2 separate regions of the Rattus norvegicus genome follow, and region 2 is linked to region 1. A link is a contact called in public Hi-C data. All regions are on one chromosome and are shown on one strand. The core of a region is the stretch at or near the end of the contact, and the rest is flanking DNA. Distances in the headings are between cores, read along the strand shown.

Evidence for each region. Hi-C and Micro-C count contacts between places; a contact is called where the count stands out from the background.
Region 2: a contact with region 1 is called in a Hi-C map of Schwann cells, with 11 times the contacts expected there. The contact joins two enhancer-like sites. A contact is called at or near these places in 9 of 12 Hi-C or Micro-C datasets (the A7r5 cell line, the Rat2 cell line, Schwann cells and 6 more) and 1 of 1 datasets of contacts at active chromatin or transcription factors (oligodendrocytes).

The regions. Positions count from the first base shown.
Region 1 is chr8:113,082,386-113,087,818 of GRCr8, reverse strand. The region is part of intron 2 of Tmem108 (transmembrane protein 108); the gene reads left to right. Among named protein-coding and RNA genes, the nearest start is that of Bfsp2, 140 kb to the right of the region's middle. Within about 2 kb of position 2,173, at least 5 of the 93 cell types and tissues checked have an H3K27ac peak or open chromatin away from gene starts, as enhancers often do. A contact at or near this core is called in Schwann cells, where this site is marked.
Region 2 is chr8:113,228,978-113,234,410 of GRCr8, reverse strand. Tmem108 (transmembrane protein 108) reads left to right here. Exons shown (of 6, transcript NM_001399273.1): 2 at 4,211-4,323. Among named protein-coding and RNA genes, the nearest start is that of Tmem108, 7.2 kb to the left of the region's middle. Within about 2 kb of position 2,125, at least 3 of the 93 cell types and tissues checked have an H3K27ac peak or open chromatin away from gene starts, as enhancers often do. A contact at or near this core is called in Schwann cells, where this site is marked.

The DNA.
Region 1 (5,433 bases), core at 924-3,423:
TACCATAAACCCTGTGTTGTTAAGTCCCTACCTTATACTTGGAATTTCTCAAAGAGCAGTGACACCACTAGCCCAAGAAGTTGAACCATGGAGACAGGAGACATTTCTAAAATTGGCTCCTGGAAAGCAGACACACTATGCTATATGCTTCCATTGAGATCCTTGAATGCCTGCATTACCCACCGGAGAACCGCAGCATCACGGTGTGTGTGCTGAAACGGGCATTGGAAAGTGGTCTGTCTATTCCAAAGCGAAGATGTAAATGACTTGTCCAAGGTCACAATTACATAATAAAACTCTGCCATACCATAATACTAAGGCAAAGAAATGTGTGAATAAAGCAGGTGGTTCTCTACTTTGATTTATTGTGTATCTTGAAGGGCTTGTGGCTAATTGCTGGGGGCCCACTCTAAATTTTCCTGATTCTGGGTCTAGGTAGTAGACAATATGTATTTTCTAGTAAATTTCCTGGTGCAGGTGGTGTGTAAGGACTGTATCTTAAGAGTAAGCCACACTGTTACATTATTGCAATGTTAATAGCTTAAGGAGAGAGAACTGGTCTACCTATTAGCAGTCTGGGATTCTAAGGAACCAGCAGAGGTGTCCATATCCAAGTCTAAACTAGGGTTTGGCACCACCTAGTGGCAGACATCTAATGCTGTTTCATCGTGGATGGAGACGAGTCAGAGTCCTATTTGAGTTAGGCTCTTGGAATCTGTTGGACGGTGAGTAGCTCTCATGGTTCGCAAGCGTCTCTTTTGTTACACTGGTTTGGGAAGACTGAATTTTGAGGCCCAGCATCCAGCATACAGAAGTAGCTGGCATCTCTTAAACTGCCAGCTACTTCTGTATTTGCCTTTACCTCTTCAGCCTGTATCCCACCCTTCCCCGGCAGATAAGAGCAGTTCTGTCTCAGAAGCCGGAGAGGAAGATGTATGTACTATGCCCTAAATTGTACTGTGGTGGGATTTGTTTTTTTAGCTGCCTGTGGTAGAACTTGTATAACTTCCTCATCTTCACACACCTGCCTGGTCACCGTCATCTTCATAATCACTGTCACTGTTGTCCTACCTCTGGGCTTTTACACCCTTCCATACATGCCTGTCAGAAGTCCGTCTGAACACCCGAGACCTGAGCTTATGCTGCCCTGCCTCTAAGACTCATCCTGCCCCTCTCCTGAGGTCCATTTTTATTCCTCCCAAGGGTCGGATATGCTTGTACATAAATAACTATGCTGCAGGCCTCAGGACAGCTCTTCAGCATTCGTTGGGCCTATGCTACAGAGAGGAATCCCAAGGCTCCAGACAGAAGGACTGCATGTTGTCTGATTTGCTGCAATTAACAATAATAATTAGCAGTATTCATTGTCTAACAGCAAAGGCACAGATAGCTTAGGGGGGTGTTTATTTAAATATAGGGCCCTGTGTATGCAGAGTAAAGATCTTTCACTAAGCTGCACTCCCCTCCTACCTGGCCCTGCTTTGTGTTCCCGTTGAGACAGGGTCTGACTCTGTCACTCAGGTAGATGGACCTGGAGCTTACTAACTAGCCCAGGCCAGCCTCAAACTTACAACCTTCCTGTCTCCACCCTGGAGTGCTATGGCTACAGGCTTGAGCCACCAGAGTGACTTTTGATAAGACATTCCCACCCCCTGATAGACTGTCAGTTCTCTGGGAGCCAGAGTGCATCTCACTTCTCCTTGTGTGTAGCCCCAGGTCCCTGCTCAGTGCAGCATTGTGACATCGCAGGGCTCAGGTGTTATAAGACCGACTTCCTGTTGCCTTCTGTATACACCGTCACCTTCTACCTGCCTCTCTCCTTGCGGTTGGCTATGGTCCATGACAAAGGGTCTTCCCTGCACTCTGAGGGTAGCCTCTGCTGTTACTCCCAGCTAGCCTCAGCTAAGATCCCCAACGGTGAAAGCTGTGGGAAAAACTTATACCCTACCTTCACAGCAAGCAATTCTAGTGGCTTCTGCTCCTTTCCTGGCTCTAGTCTTTGCAGCTCCACATGCACCCTTCCCTGAGCCTCCGCTTTCTCCCTTTCAGTCATCCTCATTCCAAGCACCTGGGGAAGCATGGCACTAGAACTCAGAGAGAGGGGTTAATCTGAGTCAGAGGAGGGCAAGACCCCACCTCAACACTGTGCATGCACTGCTGCCTCAGCCGAGGACTGTGGGAGAGACAGCGGATCTAAATATTTAAGAAACACTGAGTCACTCCCTCTCTGTGGTGAATGTGACTTGCAAATGTGCTTTCATTTGTCTTCCTGCCTCCTCTCATAAAACTGCCACTTGCAGGAGAGAGAAAGCGGGCTCTGGCCTCAGTACTTTATGAAGCTGAGGCAGGAATCCTGTCCTTCCTCCCAGTAGCACAGTGGTCCCTGGGGAGGTCCTTTTATTGGAGGGGCCTCATTTCCTCTGTTCTAGGTTCAGTTCACACTGGTAAGCCTGAATCTTAATCCTGAGAACCCTTTCCAATTGCCCTACTCCGCAACCTGGGTATTAGAATTCCTGAGGGACTGGGAAACTATTAATAAAATAGATTCTGGGGCTGGGGAGGTAACGCAATAAAGTGCAGGCTGTTCAAATAATGAGGACCAGCATTCGATCCCCGGAACCCACATGGAATAGCTGAACATGATTGAACGTGCTTGAAATCCTAGCAGTAGGGTGGCAGAGGGACACGAGGACCAGCTGGTCAGCCAGCCTGGTCTACTCTTGGCAAGCTGCAGTCCAACGAGGTCACCTGTCTCCAAAAACAAGGTTGACCGATCCTGAGGAATGACAACCCAAAGGTTGACCTCTCCAACCTACACAAACACGCCCAGGCACAAGCGCACGCACCTGTACACACACACGAACGCACGCACACAGACACACACACACACACACACACATCATACACGGAGAGAAAGACAGACACACACAGAGACAGACTGACAGAGACAGAGACAGACAGAGACAGTCAGAGATAGAGAGGCTGACTGGCTGGCTGGCTGGCTGGCTGGCTGGCTGGCTGGCTGGCTGGCTGGCTGGCTGGCTGGCTGGCTGGCTGGCTAACTGACTGACTGACTGACACTGGCAGGCTGACTGGCTGGCTGGCTGACTGACTGACCAACTGACTGACTGACAGATACCTTTGAACCATCAGTTGTAATGGTTAGCCAGCTTGGGAAACCATTAGTCTAAATGATTTATTTCTAACCCAGTCACCAGAGCCAGGTGGAATCATCAAAGTCATTATCCCAGGCTATTTAAGACCTTCAGAGTTGAGATCAAAGTTGCTGCCTTACGGTGAGACTTGTCAGAAATACTGAAATGTTTTGACTCTGAACTTGTGAGGTTAGGTGTAATTCTCTGTGCGGGTCTAACCCATGCTAACTCTACACTCTGCAGGTGAAGGAAGTTTAGTCTACATTGGCCCACACCACTACTGCCCACAATGTTATTTTGTTTTTCATTATAATTTTGATTTCTGCTGTGCATCTCAGAAACTGCATTTCCTGTGGAATGACTTGATCTAAATTATGTATTCTGAGATATTGAACCAGAATCACAAATTAAAACTGTACTATCTGGAGAATTAAAAATGACTCTTAGTATTAAAGCAGTATTGGAAAAGCTAAGGGAAGAGAACAGAAGGGCTCGAGGTTACTGCTCAAAACATAAAGTTGACCAAGGCCTGTAATGCTGCGGACAGTTTCGTATACTAAATCTGCTGCCTGTTTAATGCAAGAGTAGTGGGTCTCTCTATTCTTTCCATATGTAAATGTTCTGTGGAACGTTTAGCCTACTCCTCACAGTCTTGCCACCTTTTGGCTGTAAAAACATCACTATAACTTTCTGGGACAAATGCCTGCTTCCCAGAGGGAACGTACACATTTGTTTGTTCCCAAATTCAATTTCTGGAGATATTTTTCAGGCACCATAAAAGGAAAAAGAAAAATGACCAAGTTTACTATGGCTAAGAGGTAATCTTTCATAAGCACTGTGGTGTAAATGACGGTGCACGCTCTGTCGGTGCTTGGCAGCTTTGCAATATCACTTAATTCGCTGACCTCAATACCCCATCTTTAATACCAAAACCGTAAAGAGGAAGTGGGATCTGCATTCTCGGCCTCACACAAGCTCCATCCTGTCTCCTCAGAGGACACAAATGCTCCTAACAGACCTTGCATACCAGAAAAGGGGTCCCGTGTGAGTCTAGAAAACTGCACATGTTGGTCCTGGGCATGCATATGGTCATATGTGAACATGTGTATGTATAAGTGCATATGCATGAGCCTGAGTGTGGAGGCTGGAGGTCATCATCGGGTGTCTTCCTCATGTGTGACTCTGTCACCCAGCACCAGCTTGAAGACACACTGCACTGCTGTCCTCTAACACATGTGGAGCTAAGGATCCACATTCAGGCCTCCAGCCTTAGACAAGCACTGCAGAGCCCAAGGTGTCTCCCCAGCCCACTCAGGTACCCTTATTGACTCTGCCTGTGAGGAGCCCAGGTCTCTAACAGGGCTTGGATTACTTCATTCCCTTTTATAGGTTTTTTTCTTAGCAGAAGATGAATGGCTTGGTGATGCAGCTCCTTGGTGTGTCTGACAGCCTCTTTAAAAGATGAAACTGAACTGTACAGATCATGAGGGAAGGAAGGGGCTCTGTTGAAGGTCTCTTCCCCTAAGAGTGGGCAGCTGGCCCAGGGCGACTGTAGGACATGCCCTTATGTTGCCTGACCTCAGACAGCGCTCCTCAGTTTGCTAGGACCTGGGGTCTGGCCCTGTGGTATCTGTAGCGGGAGACCCTGTCTCAGCCAGAAACCACAGGGTCGGCCTTCATCTTGCTGGTGGACTGGTCCCACTTGATTTTAATTGGCATCATCGTTCAGAAGGCAGACGTCATCGAAACATCTGAACTTCAGCTTCTCCTTAGAATTTAGGGTTTTTCAAATGTCAGATCTAAGAAGAAAGTTCTGTTTTGCTGTTAAGCCTTGGTTGACCATTCTTCCCTCCCTATCAACCTATCAATGTCTGTAAGTGACAGAGTGGCAGCCGATGTGGTTGGCTGTGTGACTGACCATGGGCTTGGAGGAATACAAAGTGTTTCTTACATAAAAGTGCAAAATATTGAACTACATATTTTAAGGGGAAAAAGATGCCCGTTTCTCTATGGAAATAAAGGATCTCCCATGTTTAATATGTGAAGCAGCTAGCTAAGAGGAGTTTGACTAAAAAACACCATTCTAAGCCACACCCAGGCCTGTGGACACATGCTAGAGCCCAGGGTATCTCCCCAGCCCACTCAGGTACCCTTAGTGACTCTGCCTGTGAGGAGCCCACGTATCCAGAACTTAGGCTAAGTCTGAGAAACCTTTACCAATGCCTTCCTGGAGTAAGTTGCCGCTCGTGCTCCGAGGCACAGGGGCTCTGGGGCAGCT
Region 2 (5,433 bases), core at 876-3,375, 150 kb before region 1:
GTGTGTGTGTGTGTGTGTGTGTGTGTGTGTGTGTGTGTGTGTGTGTGTATGTGTATGTGTGTACACGCAGGTATGTGTTTATGTGTCTCCAGAACTGGATCAGGGCATGTGGATGAGTGTGGGGGTCAGAGGTGACTATTGGGTGCTTTTCTCTCTTTCCATTTTGAGACGGAGTCTCTCACTGAGCCTGGGGCTCACTGATTTAGGAATCCTGGGCATCAAACTCTAGAGCTGTCTCTGACTGCGCCACCCTCACGGCAGGGTTAGAGGCGTGCGCCACCACACCTGGGTATTATTAATGCCCATGCTAGGGAACTGAACTCAAGTCCTCATGAGTTATGTCTCTAGCTCTTTGTCATCTTCTGAGAAGAGGGCCTTAGGCTTCAACAGAATGCCAGGTGGATCCATGGCACAAAGGCGGGATAGGGATTTGACTGTCTAGAGTAGCTCTGGGAAAATGAAAAGAGGAGTTTTGTCTTGTTCTGTCAAGACGGGCTCCCAGGTACCCCAGGCTACTCTGATGTTGCTGTGTGGCCACTGTGTCCTTGAAGTTGTGAATGTCCTGCCTCTGCCTCCCAAATGCTGAGATTTTCTGTGTATGCACATGTGCACACACGCATGACTTTCCTGACTTGAAAGGGGAGAATGTGTGTGCACCCCTGTGTGTGTGTGTGTGTGTGTGTGTGTGTATGCATGAGCACAAACATGCATAGGTGCATGCATGCACAGAGGCCAGGGGACAATTTTGGGATGTCATTTCTCACCCCCTTTTTTGAGATAGGCTCTCTCATTGGCCTGGAGTTCCAGGATTTTTCTAGGTGAGCTGTGGCAGTGAGCCCCAGAGATTTGAACTGTCTCTGCCTCCTGATGCTGGTGTTTGCCACCACACCCAGATTTTTTACATGGTTTCTGGGGCTTAGACTCACTTTACCATCCAAACCATCCCCCCAGCCCCAAAGGGAGAATTCTTGGTTAATAAACTGACTAAATGGTGGGCAAAAAGTCGGGAGTGGAACGTAGAAAGTAAGGTGTGAACATTTAGGGATGTTGAACCTTTATTAAAATGGCTCCCCAAATGAAGAGACAAAGCACATGACTTTACCCATCTAAATAATGGGTATGCAAGCATGGATTTCTGTTATCGAGTCTTTCTTGGTACCCTCCTAATTTCACCAGAATACTTTTAAGTTCATGTTGCTTTACTGACTGCAACATGCATATGAAGGGACCCCCAGCTCTCATTATTCCAATTCAAAGTCCACATAGTCATTACTTTTCTGATTTATGACATGAAGATTTTTTAAAGTTCTTATTAGCATATATTAAGCGTACATAATGGACTCTATTACAATATCCTCATATGTTTATGTATTTGATTGTAGTTGTCCTATTAACTTCAGTTCCTAATGATCCCTTGTCCCAGCTAATCCTAGCGTCCACTCTGTCTTGTGTGTGGTGGGTGGGACGAGTGTGCGTGTGTGCGTGTGTGTGTGTGTGTGTGTGTGTGTGTGTGTAATTGGGTTAAAGCTGTATGAGTGAGACCTTGTTTATAGAGCATGAGAAACTTACCCATAGCTACACTGCTGAAGAAAATGTCTCTCCTTTTCCAGCCATCATTGACTGCCTATAGATCCTAAGGGAAGGATAGGGCCTTGTGAATCCCTCACCCCCCAGCAATACTCAATAAAAAGATTTATAGGAACTCATGGACTCCTTCCTATCAGTGACAGAGTGGCATGAACCGTAGACTCCCACTCCTTTGTTTATGAGCTGCTATCAACCACATCCACTAGATATTGTACTCTAAGCTCCAAGGCTCACCACCATCTTAGAAATGTAAACTAACTGCAGAAGTAGAATTTTTAATAAGAGATCACTAGTTGTCTCCATTAGTACCTGAGATGTGCTGCGGCTAATTACCACACTTTTCTTATTTCACAAATACTTTCCTTTTCCTAGTTGTTTTTAAGTAGGAGTGACTCAGAATTTGTATGGATTAGAATAGAAATTCTCATTGTTACCGGAGGCTCCACAGAAGATACTTTGTGGTCCATTCCCACTTTGGACACATGAGAAGTAACTTTGTTGCTGTGGAGAATTGTTTGACAAACCTCCAGAGCCTGTCCTGTGACCCCTTGTTACCCTTTGTACTGCAGTGGCCAGTGCCGTAGAAGCCAGCCTTCTGCTGCCCTTGACAGAGTGATCTTTGTTTTCACTTTAGTAGAAGAAAAAATATTTCTTCCTTCTCAGTTTACTGAGAGAAATCATATGCTGGAGACCAAAGTCAAATTGTTGCTTCTAAGGTTGAATTTCTGCTACTAAGTTGTTATGAAATTTGGTTGGGAAAGGGGTACCCACCCTTGAGTTTGTTTCAACTGAGAAAAAGGAGCCGTGGCCCTTCAAGTTCTAACCTTTTCTAAAGGTACCTGTGTGACTCTGTGGAATTGTATCTGGTATCCAGGTTAAGTAGATCTTTAAAATGGTGCAAGTTCAAAGTTCATGCAGAAACAACACTGATATAAAAATCCTTATACATAAAAATCACTAAAGTTTGTCGAATATTCTCTAATCTTACATACGTTTTCTTTTATTATTCTTTCACATCCCGACTGTAGCTGCCCCTCCCTCCTCTTCTCCCAGTCTCTTCCCCAACATCTCCCCTCATATCTCTCTTCTATCCATGAGTAGTTACTGATCCCCTACGACAGAGGGCGGGTCACAACCTCTTTGGGGTAGAACATCCCTTTCACGGGGTCACATATCCCATACCCTGCATATAGATATTTACATTTTGATTCAAAATAATAGCAAAATTACAGATGTGAAGTCTCAATGAAAATAATCTTATAGTTGGGGTCACCACAACATGAGGAACTGTATTAAAGGGTCCCAGCAGTAGGCAGGCTGAGAACCACTGCCCTGAGGCTTGTTAGAATTACAGCATGCCCTGCCTTACCCATGACCTTTCAACTCAGAACCTATACTTTATCAAGATGCCCTGATAACAGTGCATACACAGGAGGGTATGTGTGGAGTCTTGTAGAATAGACCCTGTAAGGGAGTTGTGATGTTTTCCAGAAGAGAAAGCTGAGACCCAGAGTTGTAAAGTAACCAGGTCAAGGTCCCTGCGAAGCCTCTTGTTCAGAGTGCTGAATCTATTCTAAACTCAAGGTTAGCTTAGTTGGACTGGAGTGAGCCTGACCTAAGACAGCTCACTGCCCAGCCCCTGGGGTTGAGCATGACTGTATGACTTTGAGCATCCAGCAAAAAGTGTTAGCTGGAAAAGTGTACACCATTGCGGGGACAGTGTTAGTGTGCACATCTATATCCATGTGCCTATGTGTGCACACATGCACTCCAAATATTCTTGCACGTCTTTCCTATTTTCCCTCCCTAGCTTATGGAATACAGAGAAATCATATGCTAGAGAACAAAGTCAAATTGTTGCTTCTAAGGTCAAATTTCTGTCACTTTTGTAATGTCTTCAACCTTGTAGTGGTTCTTAACCTTCTTAATGTTGTAACCCTTCAGTACAGTTCCTCATGCTGCCATGATCCCCAACCATAACATTATTTTTGTTGCTACTTCCTAACTATAATTTGCTACTGTTATGAACCATAGTGTAAAGTCTGTGTTTTTTGATGGTCTTATGTGACCCCTTTGAAAGGGTCATTTGACCCCCCTCTCAAAGGCTTTGACCCCTAAAGGGGTCACAACCCACAGGTTGAGAACCACTGCCTCAGGGGAACCATGGAGATTATAGTATGAAGACGTAGAATCCACAGTATCCTGAGTACTTTGGTTTCTGCATCAAATCCGTCTTTTTTCTTGACTTTTCACCTGTCTAGGATGCATATGGGAAGCTCTTGTATTGAGCATGGACCATACCAGAGGTTGGGGTCTGTGTGTTTAGCAGGAAGCCCATTTTTTTTTTTAAGATTTATTCATTTATTATATATAAGTACACTGTAACTGTCTTCAGATACACCAGAAGAGGGCATCAGATCTCTTTACAGATGGTTGTGAGCCACCATGTGGTTGCTGGGAATTGAACTCAGGACCTCTGGAAGAGCAGTCGGGGCTCTTAACCACTGAGCCATCTCTCCAGCCCAGGAAGCCCATTTTTAACAAATTCATTTGAACAGCAGCTTTGGGGATGGAGGTGTACATAAACCGGCCTGTTGTCCTCATTCGTTTTTTCCTTTGGCAGATCGCTTAGCTGTGGTCCAGCATGCAGAAGTGAGCGTGTGGTGAAAGGCAGCAGACCCAATGGGTTGCGAGGATGTAAGAGTGTTTGAAGGCTTCCACACCCTCTCCTCCAGGGTAAGGCAAATGCGCTCCCGGTTTGCCGGCTTTGCTGAACCGTAGATGCTCTTGTCTCGCCAGAGTCTTGGAAGTCAGTGCAGTGAGATGCCGTGTCTGTCTGTGAAAGGCTTCCAAAGCTTTCTCCATTCAAATCATGCACTCAAATCAAGAAGTATGAAAAATGGGAACCAAGGGATGGGATGTGTTCCGTGCACGGTGACATCCCCCACACGGTTGTTTGAGTGAGTTTGTATGGGGTGTGATTTGTAAGGGCAGAGTAGAGAGAATTCGAAACCAGCTGCCCTTTTTCCTGAATCCATATCATATTGACAATAGTCTGGTCAGAGGTCCCTTCCCGCCATCCCCCATTCCCGTGATTCAGTCACCCAACTTTTCTTTCACGGATTGCTGTTCTTGAAGGAAGTAGCCTGTCAGAGCTGAAGGCCCTGGTGTGGTCCGTCACAGCAGAAAGCGCAGGGTTCCACCGACTACGTAGTTCCTATCTCTTGTCTCTGGAAGCCACATACCTAGCCACTCAGCTGGTCGTAGTCGCTGGTATCCTGGATGTGACTACAGGGTATTTGGTAACAATCCTGAAAAAAAAAAGACTGTAGGAGTTAGTCAGGGGAGGTGTTCGGGGAGGAGAGACAGCTCTACGCTCTTCAGCTTCCACTCTGGAACAAAAACCAGATTCCTTGAAGAAGAAATGACTAGTGCCATTCCAAGCAGAGCTAAGAATGGTCGAGCAGTGGGATGTTTCTGTTTGTGGTGGTTAAGCTTTAACCTGGAGGGAGAACTGTCTCCAGCCTGTAGGTTCAAAGGCTGTGAGGCCTGGCTAGACCGAGGGCACCCAGAAAGGCTGCCTGTACTTTCGTGCCTCTCAAGGCTTGCTAATGAATACAATTTACTGAACAAAATAGACCATTAAGGGCTGCAGATCCCTGGAGATTCCCGTAAGTGTGCATCACTGCCGCTCTTGAGTGACGCACGCAAGTGACCGGGGATGAAGCAGGGAGAGACCTGCGGCTGTAAGGCAGGCCGTCTATAGAAGAGTCTAGGTGGCTGGCTGGCACAGACCTCAGCCCAGGTCACGGGTGGGAGGAAAGTTCCTTGTTAAATTTTATCCCT